Linked DNA regions of Sus scrofa: regions 1 and 3 are each linked to region 2. Evidence: chromatin contacts called from public Hi-C and HiChIP or PLAC-seq data. All regions are on one chromosome and are shown on one strand. The core of a region is the stretch at or near the end of the contact, and the rest is flanking DNA. Distances in the headings are between cores, read along the strand shown. Region 1 overlaps MGAT5 (alpha-1,6-mannosylglycoprotein 6-beta-N-acetylglucosaminyltransferase A). Region 2 holds the start of MGAT5 (alpha-1,6-mannosylglycoprotein 6-beta-N-acetylglucosaminyltransferase A). Region 3 overlaps MGAT5 (alpha-1,6-mannosylglycoprotein 6-beta-N-acetylglucosaminyltransferase A).

Region 1 (3,615 bases), core at 34-2,533, 69 kb before region 2:
AGAATCAACTGTATCAACAAAATATCACACCGTGTAAAAAGCTTATCCAAATTATGAAAAGTAACATGGTTGGTGATAGAGAACCACAGAGGGACTATGGCATGGAAGAAAGAAATTAAAAACCCAAACTCAGAGAAAGTCTTCCCTAAAGCAATCTTCCACGCAATCTATTCATATTCCTCCCTCTCCACCAAAAGGTGACACTTCCCAGGCCAGCCATCTACCTTGACATTCTTGTATATGTTCTCTGGATACCTTGTCCTTTTTGCAAGGTAACATACTAGATGTCATTTCCCAAATTCCCTCTCCAATGGGATTTCAAGTAGGGTTGGTCTGGGGGAGGCGCCAGCAGCAGGCAGGAGGGTGAGGGCAGAGAAGAGGCTAGGATCATTGGCCCGCTTTCCATCCACTCACAGAAATCTCTTCCAGGGATGCAGCACTTTCATGAGGGTTCTACTTCCCATTTCTTTTTTTTTCTTCTTATGACTGCACCTGCAGCACATGAAAGTTCCCAGGATAGGGGTCAAATCAGAGCTGCAGCTGCCAGCCTACACTATAGCTTGTGGCAATGCCAGATCCTTAACCCACTGAGGTTGGTCAGAGATCAAACCTGCATCCTCACAGAGCCAATGTACAGGCCTTAACATGCTGAACCACAACAGGCGCTCCTACTTCCCATTTCTGACAATACCACCAACTCCCATGCCTCCTGCAGCCCTAGGGGACATCTTCCTGTGGCTGCAGCTCTCTGGGATGACACATACTCTGTTATCTTAGCTCTTCTATCACCTACAAACACAATTTTCCAGAGTAGGTTCTCTGTTCAGGATGCCTAGCCTGATTCTCCTGACTGACACATGACCACTCATAGATCCAGAAGTATGCTATATGCTATCCAGCCCCACTACACACACACAACACACACACCCTGTCCCTCCCACAGCCTCACCGCTCACATTCTGACTCTCTGGATAGAGGACAAACAAAGGTGCTTTGGTTTGCTTTTTTAAAAAATTTGCTGCTGCGGGGGGAAAAGTGCACTTACAAAACTGTTAGAGTGACTTCAGCTTTTTATCAAGTCCATTACCTCCCCCGCCTTTCAACAGGATCTCTCTCTCTGCTTAAGTGCTGTTTACTTTGATAAGACTAAGCAGTACTCTGAACTCATATATACCTTGATTTTTAAAAAAAAAAAAATTCAAATGCAGCCAATGGCACATCGCCAACTCATGGATCTTACTCATGCCAATGGCACATCGCCAACTCATGGAACTTACTCTCCTGGTCCTCACCAGCCACTTCTGGCCGCTGATAGCAGCCTGAGTAATCACTGTCCATTCGTTCTATGGCAACTTCCAATCTTCTCTTTCTATTGTTTCTCACCGGGGCAAAAAAATGTAACACCTGACCATAATCACACACAGGCATAAAAGGGGAATAAACAAATTCATGCAGCTAAAAGAATGCCAGAGTGAACAAGATTCTGATAGGTGATCAGAGAAGCTGGGGAAAGGGAGGGTGTGGGTAGTGCTCATGACTCACCAAACCCACGTTCCCCAATCTTCCCAGGGTAAACAGCTGGATGACATTTCCCAGCGAGTTGGGGCCAGGGGACCTGTGCCAGTGCCCCTTTCCAGGAGGCTGGAAGGAACACTACTGCAAGGTGACCCTGGAGTCAGGTGACCTATTTAGCCTTCATCACTAACTTTTTTTTAATTTAAGTACACTTGATTCACAGTATTCACATGTGAACTAACTATTCACAATGCATTAGTTTCAAGAGTACAGAAAAGTGGAGTTCCTGTCGCGCCACAGCAGAAATGAATCTGACTAGGAACCATGAGGTTGCGGGTTCCATCCCTGGCCTCACTCAACGGGTTAAGGATGAGCTTTGCCGTGAGCTGTGGTGTAGGTCGCAGATGTGGCTCAGATCTGGCATTGCTGTGGCTGTGGTGTAGGCCTGCAGCAACAGCTCCAATTAGACCCTAGCCTGAGAATCTCCATATGTCGCAGGTGCGGCCCTAAAAAGACAAAAGAGAAAAAGTACAGAAAAGTGATTCGGTTATACATATATATGTATAAATCAGTATTCTTTTTTGTCTGATTCTTTCCTATTATAGTTTATTACAACATATTGAATATAGTTCCTCATGCTATACAGTAAATCCTTGTTGTTCATCTACTTTATATGTGGTAGTGTGCACTTGTTAATCCCATACTCCCAGCTCATCCCTCCCTGCCTTCCCCTTTGGTAACCATATGTTTGTTTTCTACATCTGAATCTGTTTCTGTTTTGTAAATAAGTTCATCTGTATCCTATTTTTTAGACTCCACACCGAAGTGGTATCACATGATATTCATCTTTATTCTGACTTACTTCATTTAGTACGATAACCTCTAGGTCCATTTGTGTTGCTGCCAATGGCATTATTTCATTCTTTATTTATAGCTGAGTAATATCCTCCTCTGTGTATGTGTGTGTGGCACATCTTTATCCATTCATCTGTCAATGGACACTTAGGTTACTTCCATGTCTTTGCTATTCTAAACAGTGCTGCTATGAACACTGAGGTGCATGTATCTTTTCGAATTAAATTTTCTCCAGATAGATGCCCAGAAGCAGGATCATATGGTAACTCTTTTTAGTTTTTTAAGGAACCTCCACACTGTTTTCCATAGTGGCTGCACCACTCTACATTCCCAGTAGTGTAGGAGGGCCCCCTTTTCTCCACATCCTCTCCAGCATTTATTAAGCTAAATGACTTTTTCAAGGGCAATTTCCCCCACCCCACCACCACCAGCTTAAAACTATAATCTAGAAAAAAATACTTGCACTATATGCAAAATAACTCTCCATATGAACACACACAATGAACACAGGCACACAGTGTTCTTGTTGTTATAGAAGGTCACAAACACAGGATGTGTGCCTTTCAAGTGAGCTGCACAGACATCTGGTCAAGGTGGCCAAGGGTATATATAAAATAATCCCAGCATGTCCCTTGCAGATGGATGGCTAAAAGGAAACCCACTGGGGCAATGGACATAAGAATAGGCATGGTTCCTGATCCCCCATTTCCTGTTAGGGATAACAGTGCCCTGCAGACCAACACCACTTCACTTTGTAGCATTAAAACCATGATTCAGGGATGCAGCGGGTTAAGAATCCAACTGCAGTGGCTCAAGTTGCTGCCGAGGTGTGGGTTCAAGCCCAGGCCCAGGGTAGTGAGTTAAAGTATCCTGCATAGGTAGCAGCTGTAGCTCAGATTCAATCCCTGGCCCAGGAAACATCTACATGTGATAGGTATGCCCATTAAAAAAAAAAAAAAAAAAAAAATTTAATGAAACTAGGATTCAGAGAGGTTAAAGGGTTCCTCCAGGCAGAAGCAAAGTTGAGTCCCCCCTCTCCCAGGTCAGTGTCACTCAAAGTCCACAGACTGGGGCCCATCCACAAAGTGTTTTTAGTCTTTGAAGAGGTAAGTTCCAAAACTAAAGGTAAGTATTCTGGTCACTTTTATAGCCATTGGACACAGTAGTTTTATGTGTTTGAATCTCATAATAAAATTGAAGGCTTATATTTGAGACTTTCTTTTTTAGCTTTTTAGGGCTACACTC
Region 2 (3,225 bases), core at 603-3,102:
CAGCTTTCCCCTCCCCAACTTCACGGCCCCACAAGTAGGCAACCTTCCCTAACTGGGCCGCCAGAGCTGTGTGCAGATAGAAGCGTCCGGCTTGGGCCGGGCCTGACAGTCAGTGCCAGGAGTACCCGGCTCCAGACCTCGCTCCGGCGTCTCTGAAAACCCTATGCATCGTCAGGTTCCTGCAGCCTCCAAGCGCCCAGGACCCTGCTGGCGCTCCAAACGTGGCTGGACAATGCAAGCGCCACCTCTTCCCTCTTCCGCGCGGCAGCTACGAAACCACGGCTTTGTGTGACAGCCAGTGTGTGCGCGAGCGTCCCCGGGCTCACACACCCCCTTCCACCCAGTGCCGGCGCCGGGACCTTGAGCACCGCGAGCGCATCGCCAACGGGTCCTCCTCCTCCCCGCCTCTAGCAGCTTCAACGCCAGGCCTCTGGCCACCGGCCTCGGACCTGGCCTGAGGAAGCTGGGGGTGACATCCACGCCCCGGTTCTCGGCCGCGGGGGTGATCAGCGTGAGCAGCGCCAGGAGCCGGGTAAAGGCGAGGCAGGGGTCGGAGGCGCGAAAGGGCGACACGCCGGAGCCGCGCCCCCAACTTTACCAGCAGCGGGCCGGGAGGGGGCCGGGAGGGGGCCGGAGCGGCTCGCTACTCGGCAGGAAGTTCCCAGGGCCACACTGAGCATGCTCTCGGGGATTGTGTGCGCGGGTGTGCGCTCCGCGTTCCCCTCAGCCTCTCCGGCCAGGCAGCCTCGCAGATCACGCCCGCGGGGTGGTGGGCCCGTGGAGATCCTCCAAAGGTGGGGGACACCCCCACGCTCCCAGGTTTCCTGGACCAGAGATCCTGCCTGCCGCATCCCTCTCCCCCTAGGGCCCGGAGCCAACCTCCCTTCTTCTTCCTCCCCACTGGCCCAAGGCTGAGCCTGCCCTGAGCGCCCAAGTCCCTGGGACCCCAGTCCAGCACACACCCGCAGCGTGAACCCCACCAGGCTCCTCCCCGGTCCGAGCGCCCACCTGCCATCCTTGGCCGCTTGCCTCCAGCCCGCGCAACCAAAGCCTCCTCCGGACAGTCCCTTGAAAAGCCCACAATCTCCCCCTTCTCAGAGGCATGGGGGCCGCCTGCAGCTTCCCCGGGGAAGGGGCTGCTCCGGGCAGGTGGGCGCCCCCAGGCGCGTCCTCGTTTGCACTCCCGGGTCCCGCAGAGCGGCTGGGGCACCCACGCAGACGGCGGGGGGCGGCAGCCGGAATCCCCCCGGCCACGCAGCACTCAGTGCAGACTCTCCCCCACCCCTGCGCGCAGCTCCCCTCGCCCTCCGCTGTCCCCTCTGCGTTCATCTCCCCGGGGAGATGGAGAGCTTTGACGCTGTTGCCCCGACACATTGGCTCTCACCTCCTTGTTGGGCAGCAGCAGCAGCCGGGAGCGCCCGCCAGCCGCCGTCCACGCGGGGCCCAGGGCGCGGCGGGGCAAGGGGTCGCGGCGCCCCGAGCCTGCGGCGCGGCTAACTGGGCTCGATCGCGCCCGGGGCCGCCGCGGCTGCAGGGGGAGCCGCAGGGCCGCCGCCGAGCGGGCCGCGGCAGGGATGGTCTGCAAACTCTCAGCCCTGGCGGGGCCGCGCGCGGCGCGTCCACACTCGACCTGGACACTGCAGAGACTCTCCTCCCGGGCGCAGCCGACCAGGGCGGGGATCTGATCGCAATTTCTTCCAGCCCTCCCCTACCGACCTTTCCAACTTCTCCCGGGTTCTGGGCTCGCAGCTCTCTAACGCAGGGATTCCGGCCAGGGACGTTCGGCAAACTCCCCGCCCTCCCCGCGGAGCGCTCAGCCAATTCTGAACGCCCCAGCCTCTCAGGGGCCGTCTGCAAACTCCCAACTCTGTCGGAAAGGACTTCTACCAAGCCTTCAATTCCGCAGCCCAAAGGAAGAAGGGAGTTAGGGAGATAGTTTGCTTGCGATCACAAATAACATTCTAGCAAGGATAGGGGCAGTGTGCAAATACTGATGTGACAGTGCACCCTCCAGAGAGGTGTAGTCCAGGCCTCTCAGCACTCCTGACCTTCCAGCACTTGAAGCCCAGTGAGGGGAGATTATGGACTTAACTGCTGGTACCGGCAGCTGGAATCAGTGCCCTGAGCCTCCGTTTCCATCTTTGTAGAGTGTGTTATATGAAGCAGTGTGAGTTCCTGCCACTTGGTTTTTGTGACCTTGAACAAACCACTTAGCCATTTGAATTCAACATCTTTATCTACAAACATAATAAATGAGGCTCTGTGAGGTTATTTTGAAGAAGAGATAAAAATACACGTGAAGTATTTAGTAATGTCCGGCACATAGCAGGCACTCAATAAATGAATTTTCTTTCTCTTTTTCTTCCCCTCTCCTGCCAATGGATTTTATGAACACTCTGGGCAGGTTAGCTGAACACTGTGCTGTTGTAAATTCAAAAAGAAATAAAACAACTCCCAAGCCCTGAAGGCACCACAAAGAACATTGACTGACATGACATATTAAATCCAGCCAAGCCCCAGGAGAGAGAATGCTGTGCATTTACATGGCTAAGCATTATAGATCCTTGTTAAGTAGTAGATGGAATGGAAGGCAAGTGCCCTGGTGGATTACCTAGGGGTGGAAACAGCAAGGTTCATAACCCCATCAAATTCCAAGCCTTGGAACCAGTCATTACATGAAGTTACTGTATCAAGTTTATGTTGAGCTTTCCCTTACCTTCCCTGCAGAATTTCTCCACCCCCACCAATTCACACACACACACACACACACACACACACACCCCGGGGGGGGGGGGGGGATGGCTTCTGTCTGCTTTTTTTTTTTTTTTTTTTTTTTGGCTTTTTAGGGCCACACCTGCAGCATATGGAAGTTCCTAGGCTTGGCATCGAATCAGCCTATACCACAGCCACAGCAATGTAGGAACCAAGCCATGTCTGAAATCTACACCACAGCTCCCAGCAACGCCAGGTCCTTAACCCACTGAGCAAGGCCAGGGATGGAACCTGCATCCTCATGGATACTAGTCCAGTTCATAACCCACTGAACCACAAGGGGAACGCCTGATCTTCTTTCTTGAACTTAGATCACCCTATCTTATTGCCCATCCTCCCTAGCAGAAGCATTTAAAAACTGAAGATGATGGAATTCTTAGACCCTAAAAATGAATTAAAGTGTCTCACTTTGTACATAAGTTCTCAGGGCCACCCAGCTGGTTTAAGAGGTCT
Region 3 (3,669 bases), core at 661-3,160, 120 kb before region 2:
GTCTTGCCATTTGCAGCAACATGGATGGAGCTAGAAATTACAATACTAAGTGAAATAAGTCAGACAGAGCAAGACAGACATCATTATGAGATCACTAATATGTGAAACCTAATAAAAAATGATGTAAAAGAACTTATCCACAAAACCATAGGTGCAGCCCCAAAAGTCTATTTCTGTTCAAAAACAGAAATAAACTCAAAGATTTCGAAACTAAACATATGGTTACCAAAGGGGAGATGTTAAGGGGAGGGATAAACTAGGAGGTTGGGATAACAGGCACACACACTATTACATATAAAATAGATAAGTAACAGGACCTACTATATAGCACAGGAAGCTTTACTCAATACTCTGTAATAACCCATATGGGAAAAGCATCTGAAAAGGAATTGTTATGTATGTATGTATATGTGTCACTGATTCACTTTGCTGTACACCTGAAACTAACATAACACTGTAAGTCAACCGGACTCCAAAAAAATATTTTAATAAAATTTTAAAAATGTAAATGTTTCATTTTCTAATATACTCGTCTGCCTAGAAACACTCACAGCAAAATACAAAACTAAGTCATATGCAGAGACATAGCTAAATCACTTTGTACTGGCATTTATCCTAAAAATGATAGGAAATCAGAATGGGCTCTAATCCATTGAGGGGCCACACCCCTGACATAACGCCTCAGAGAGATCTGGCTGCTGGCCAGGAAACAGTCGACTGAGCCCAGAACTTTGTTCTTTGAACATTCACGTGCCTGTGAATCACCTAGCTGGTTATTCTGTAGATTTTGAGTTTGGGGGCCTCAGGCGTCTGCAGGTCTCCTAAGCTCCCAGCTGTTGCCAGTCTATGGACCCCTTTGAGTAGCAAGGGTCTGGGAGCTCCAGCAGGGACACAGAACCACCCTGGTTCCTTGCAGCCTAAACCACATCCTAAGGAGGGATGATGACTTGCCCCAGGGATGAGGCGGTGTGCTTCAGATGGGGAATTCCTAAGGCCTTTTTCTTTCACTCCATTCAAACTCCAATAATCTGTCAGCAGTCAACCCTAAGGGGTAAGAATTAATACTGAGGAAAAACTCAAAAACAAACCTCAAGCTGCTTTAGGACCACCCCCAGGGGATATCCCAGCCATGGACGTGGACACCTGGGCTGTGCACCTCTGGGGGCCTGGGGCGGGCTTTATCCTCACTAGAAACAGGTCTCTGGGCTCCTGCAGCCTCCATCCTTTTCTTCCAGATCACACATTATACTTTCCCATCTCTTTAGGCTTTCTAAGTAACCCAGGCAGGGGCTCCAAATACTTGGGGGTCACAGACTCCTAGGGGAATCTGATAAAAGCTATGAACATTCTCTGTCCCTAAAATACATAGACACTAAAGGTTATTCAACATTTCAGGGTCTTCATAGACTTGTACCAGAATCGATAAAAGGAAGCCTGCTCCCTATCTTCTGGAAGATTTAAAGACACAGGTTAAAGCTTACTCGGAGCACTTTGTTTTTAAAATATGACTCCTTTTCAATGAACACCCCATGGGAGAGTCCCTGCCTCGGGAAACTTACTGCAGATCACCAAACACCTGCCAACAGGTTGCATGCCTCCTTATAGAGCGAGATGACAAAAGAATAAAACCTTGAATTTCAAGATAAAGCCACCACCCTGGAAACAATAACCATGATTGGCACTGCCCTGACCCACATTTTCTTAAAAGCAGGCAAGAGATTGTGGTTCTTGTTCTATTTATCTACAGAAGGGCTTCAGGACAGAGGGGACCAGAGGAGAAGCAAGAGAGGAAAACTAATTAAAAAGCAAGTGGGGAAAAATTAGCTTGGAAAGGGCTCAGTGAACTGCTGACAGCACAGAGTGCGGAGGTGAAAAACAAATGCAAAAGAGAGGTGGTGGAATCCAAAAAGAGCGTGATTAGAATGAGAAATGAGGCCACAGCCACCTCCCAGCAACCAGTTAGAGAGAGAAGGAGTCAGAGTGACATTTGTGGAGCAGAGAGGAGGAAAAGTTCCCTAGACAAAAGGGGGCAGATCGCTGCCTCGGAAAACACAACAGCATCACACACACGGCTGTACACACACACACAAGATAGCAGAGAAATCTAGCCCAGTGCTATTGGAAACCCTCATAAGAGAAAAAGGAGACCAACTGGAGAGAAAGGACAAGGAGCAGCCTAAGGCCATCACAAACCGGCTTGAATTACTGACAAAAGCCTACCTGGTGCGCGGAAGGAGCTGTGGACACTTGGGTGAGCGCCTCCCCACCCCCACATCCCAGGCCGTCCTGCTCCTTTCCATTATTACAGGAAACCGCAAGGCAGAGACTCCTTTCATCTGAGCCATTCACTGTAGAGATGGGTCATTTCAAGGGGGTGGGCGGAAGGGGAGTGGAGAGATGGGGACACAGGAAAAAGGGGTGGGGACCTTGAATGAAGGGGCCTGAGAACTTCACTCTGGAACAGCTGCAGCTGGAAAGTCAAGTTTCCCAGAATGAGAGGCTGAGGGAGAAAGGGGATGCCTTGGCAGAAAAGATGTGGTTTCACGGAGAATAGAAAGGTCCATTTGCCACTCAGAGGCTCCTGAACTTCTCTGCAGGCCTTCCTTCCAACAGGGGTGCCTGGGATGTGCTTGTGTTACCGTCACAAAAATGACAACAGACCCTGCGCCACGGCCCAGGTCCAGCGGCAATGCTGATTATTAATGGTGAGAAGGCCGCTAACCTATTTGGGTTCCCAAGGGGTCAGGCGCCACTTACAGCCACTTATACAAACTCGTTTCTTCTCTCGACCACCCTTGGGAAGAGGTGCCATCACCGTTTTACAGATGAGCAAACAGGTCTGAGAAGGTAACTCGCTTGCCCAAGGTCCCTCCTTGACTAAGAGACAGGGGCAGCATTCGAACCCAAAACTCTTAGCTTTACTGGTGGTTTCCAAACTATATTCCCCACTTCACTGTGCTGTTAAGAGATACTGTAATTTTTTTCATGATACCCTTAGGCTCAAACAATGAATAAAAACTCCATTTACCAAAGAGGTCCAAGCAACTTCATAGTTAGTATTTTCCTCAAAATTGCACAATATTCCACAGTGCCCTTGTGGCTTTCTCAGGTCACCCCCGGGAGCCTTGGCACACAGTGTGGAATCCACAGAAACACACTTTCCTGCCTTCTCCCTTCTGGTGAGGAAGAGTGCAATCATCACCCCGTCTGTTCCTTCAAGAGCAAAGGGAAGAAAATCTGGGACCAGCGGCCCCCAGCCACTAGAGATTGCTGCGCCCTGAGCCCTCCCCTGCAGCCTTGTGCACCTGGCCCACCTGACCGGAACCCAAACCTTCCAGAACAAACTTCCACCTGCTGTGCTGCAGAGCCTCACTTCGCCCCCTTCCCTCCAGCCAGTTCCTGTTCCCAGAGGCTGGGGGACTTAGTTCCTCTTCTGAGAAACGGCTTCACCCACAGACTATTTCACCTCTTCCTCCAGGGCCCAGGCCCACCCTGCACACCGGCTTGGCTGGGCTGCTCCAGCTGGATCACTCCGGGCTGCCTTTGTGCGCATCTCCCCCATCCCTTCGGTTATGAACTTCTGCAGGGAAATGGGCTCAGATCTCGCTCATCTTGCTGGCTTCCTCAGAGACTAGGCCCAGCGAATGGTACACAGTTTCTCCTGAGTTT

What was found. A called contact is a pair of places that touch in the nucleus more often than the background predicts. HiChIP or PLAC-seq counts read pairs in DNA pulled down with a chosen protein or histone mark.
Region 1: a contact with region 2 is called in an H3K27ac HiChIP or PLAC-seq map of alveolar macrophages. The contact joins the enhancer-like site here to the promoter of MGAT5 in region 2. A contact is called at or near these places in 6 of 47 Hi-C or Micro-C datasets (blood, embryonic fibroblasts, epiblast stem cells and 3 more) and 1 of 2 datasets of contacts at active chromatin or transcription factors (alveolar macrophages).
Region 3: a Hi-C map of epiblast stem cells shows a contact between it and region 2, with 2.3 times the contacts expected there. The contact joins the enhancer-like site here to the promoter of MGAT5 in region 2. A contact is called at or near these places in 1 of 5 promoter capture datasets (fetal liver), 5 of 47 Hi-C or Micro-C datasets (blood, embryonic fibroblasts, epiblast stem cells and 1 more) and 1 of 2 datasets of contacts at active chromatin or transcription factors (alveolar macrophages).

What each region holds. Positions count from the first base shown.
Region 1 is chr15:17,848,583-17,852,197 of Sscrofa11.1, forward strand. The region is part of intron 1 of MGAT5 (alpha-1,6-mannosylglycoprotein 6-beta-N-acetylglucosaminyltransferase A); the gene reads right to left. It also overlaps the pseudogene LOC100152750. Among named protein-coding and RNA genes, the nearest start is that of MGAT5, 69 kb to the right of the region's middle. Within about 2 kb of position 1,284, at least 13 of the 83 cell types and tissues checked have an H3K27ac peak or open chromatin away from gene starts, as enhancers often do. A contact at or near this core is called in alveolar macrophages, where this site is marked.
Region 2 is chr15:17,917,421-17,920,645 of Sscrofa11.1, forward strand. MGAT5 (alpha-1,6-mannosylglycoprotein 6-beta-N-acetylglucosaminyltransferase A) reads right to left here and starts at 1,853. Exons shown (of 17, transcript XM_021075187.1): 1 at 1,717-1,853. It also overlaps the pseudogene LOC100152750.
Region 3 is chr15:17,796,346-17,800,014 of Sscrofa11.1, forward strand. All of the region lies in intron 1 of MGAT5 (alpha-1,6-mannosylglycoprotein 6-beta-N-acetylglucosaminyltransferase A), which reads right to left. Among named protein-coding and RNA genes, the nearest start is that of MGAT5, 120 kb to the right of the region's middle. Within about 2 kb of position 1,911, at least 9 of the 83 cell types and tissues checked have an H3K27ac peak or open chromatin away from gene starts, as enhancers often do. A contact at or near this core is called in epiblast stem cells, where this site is marked.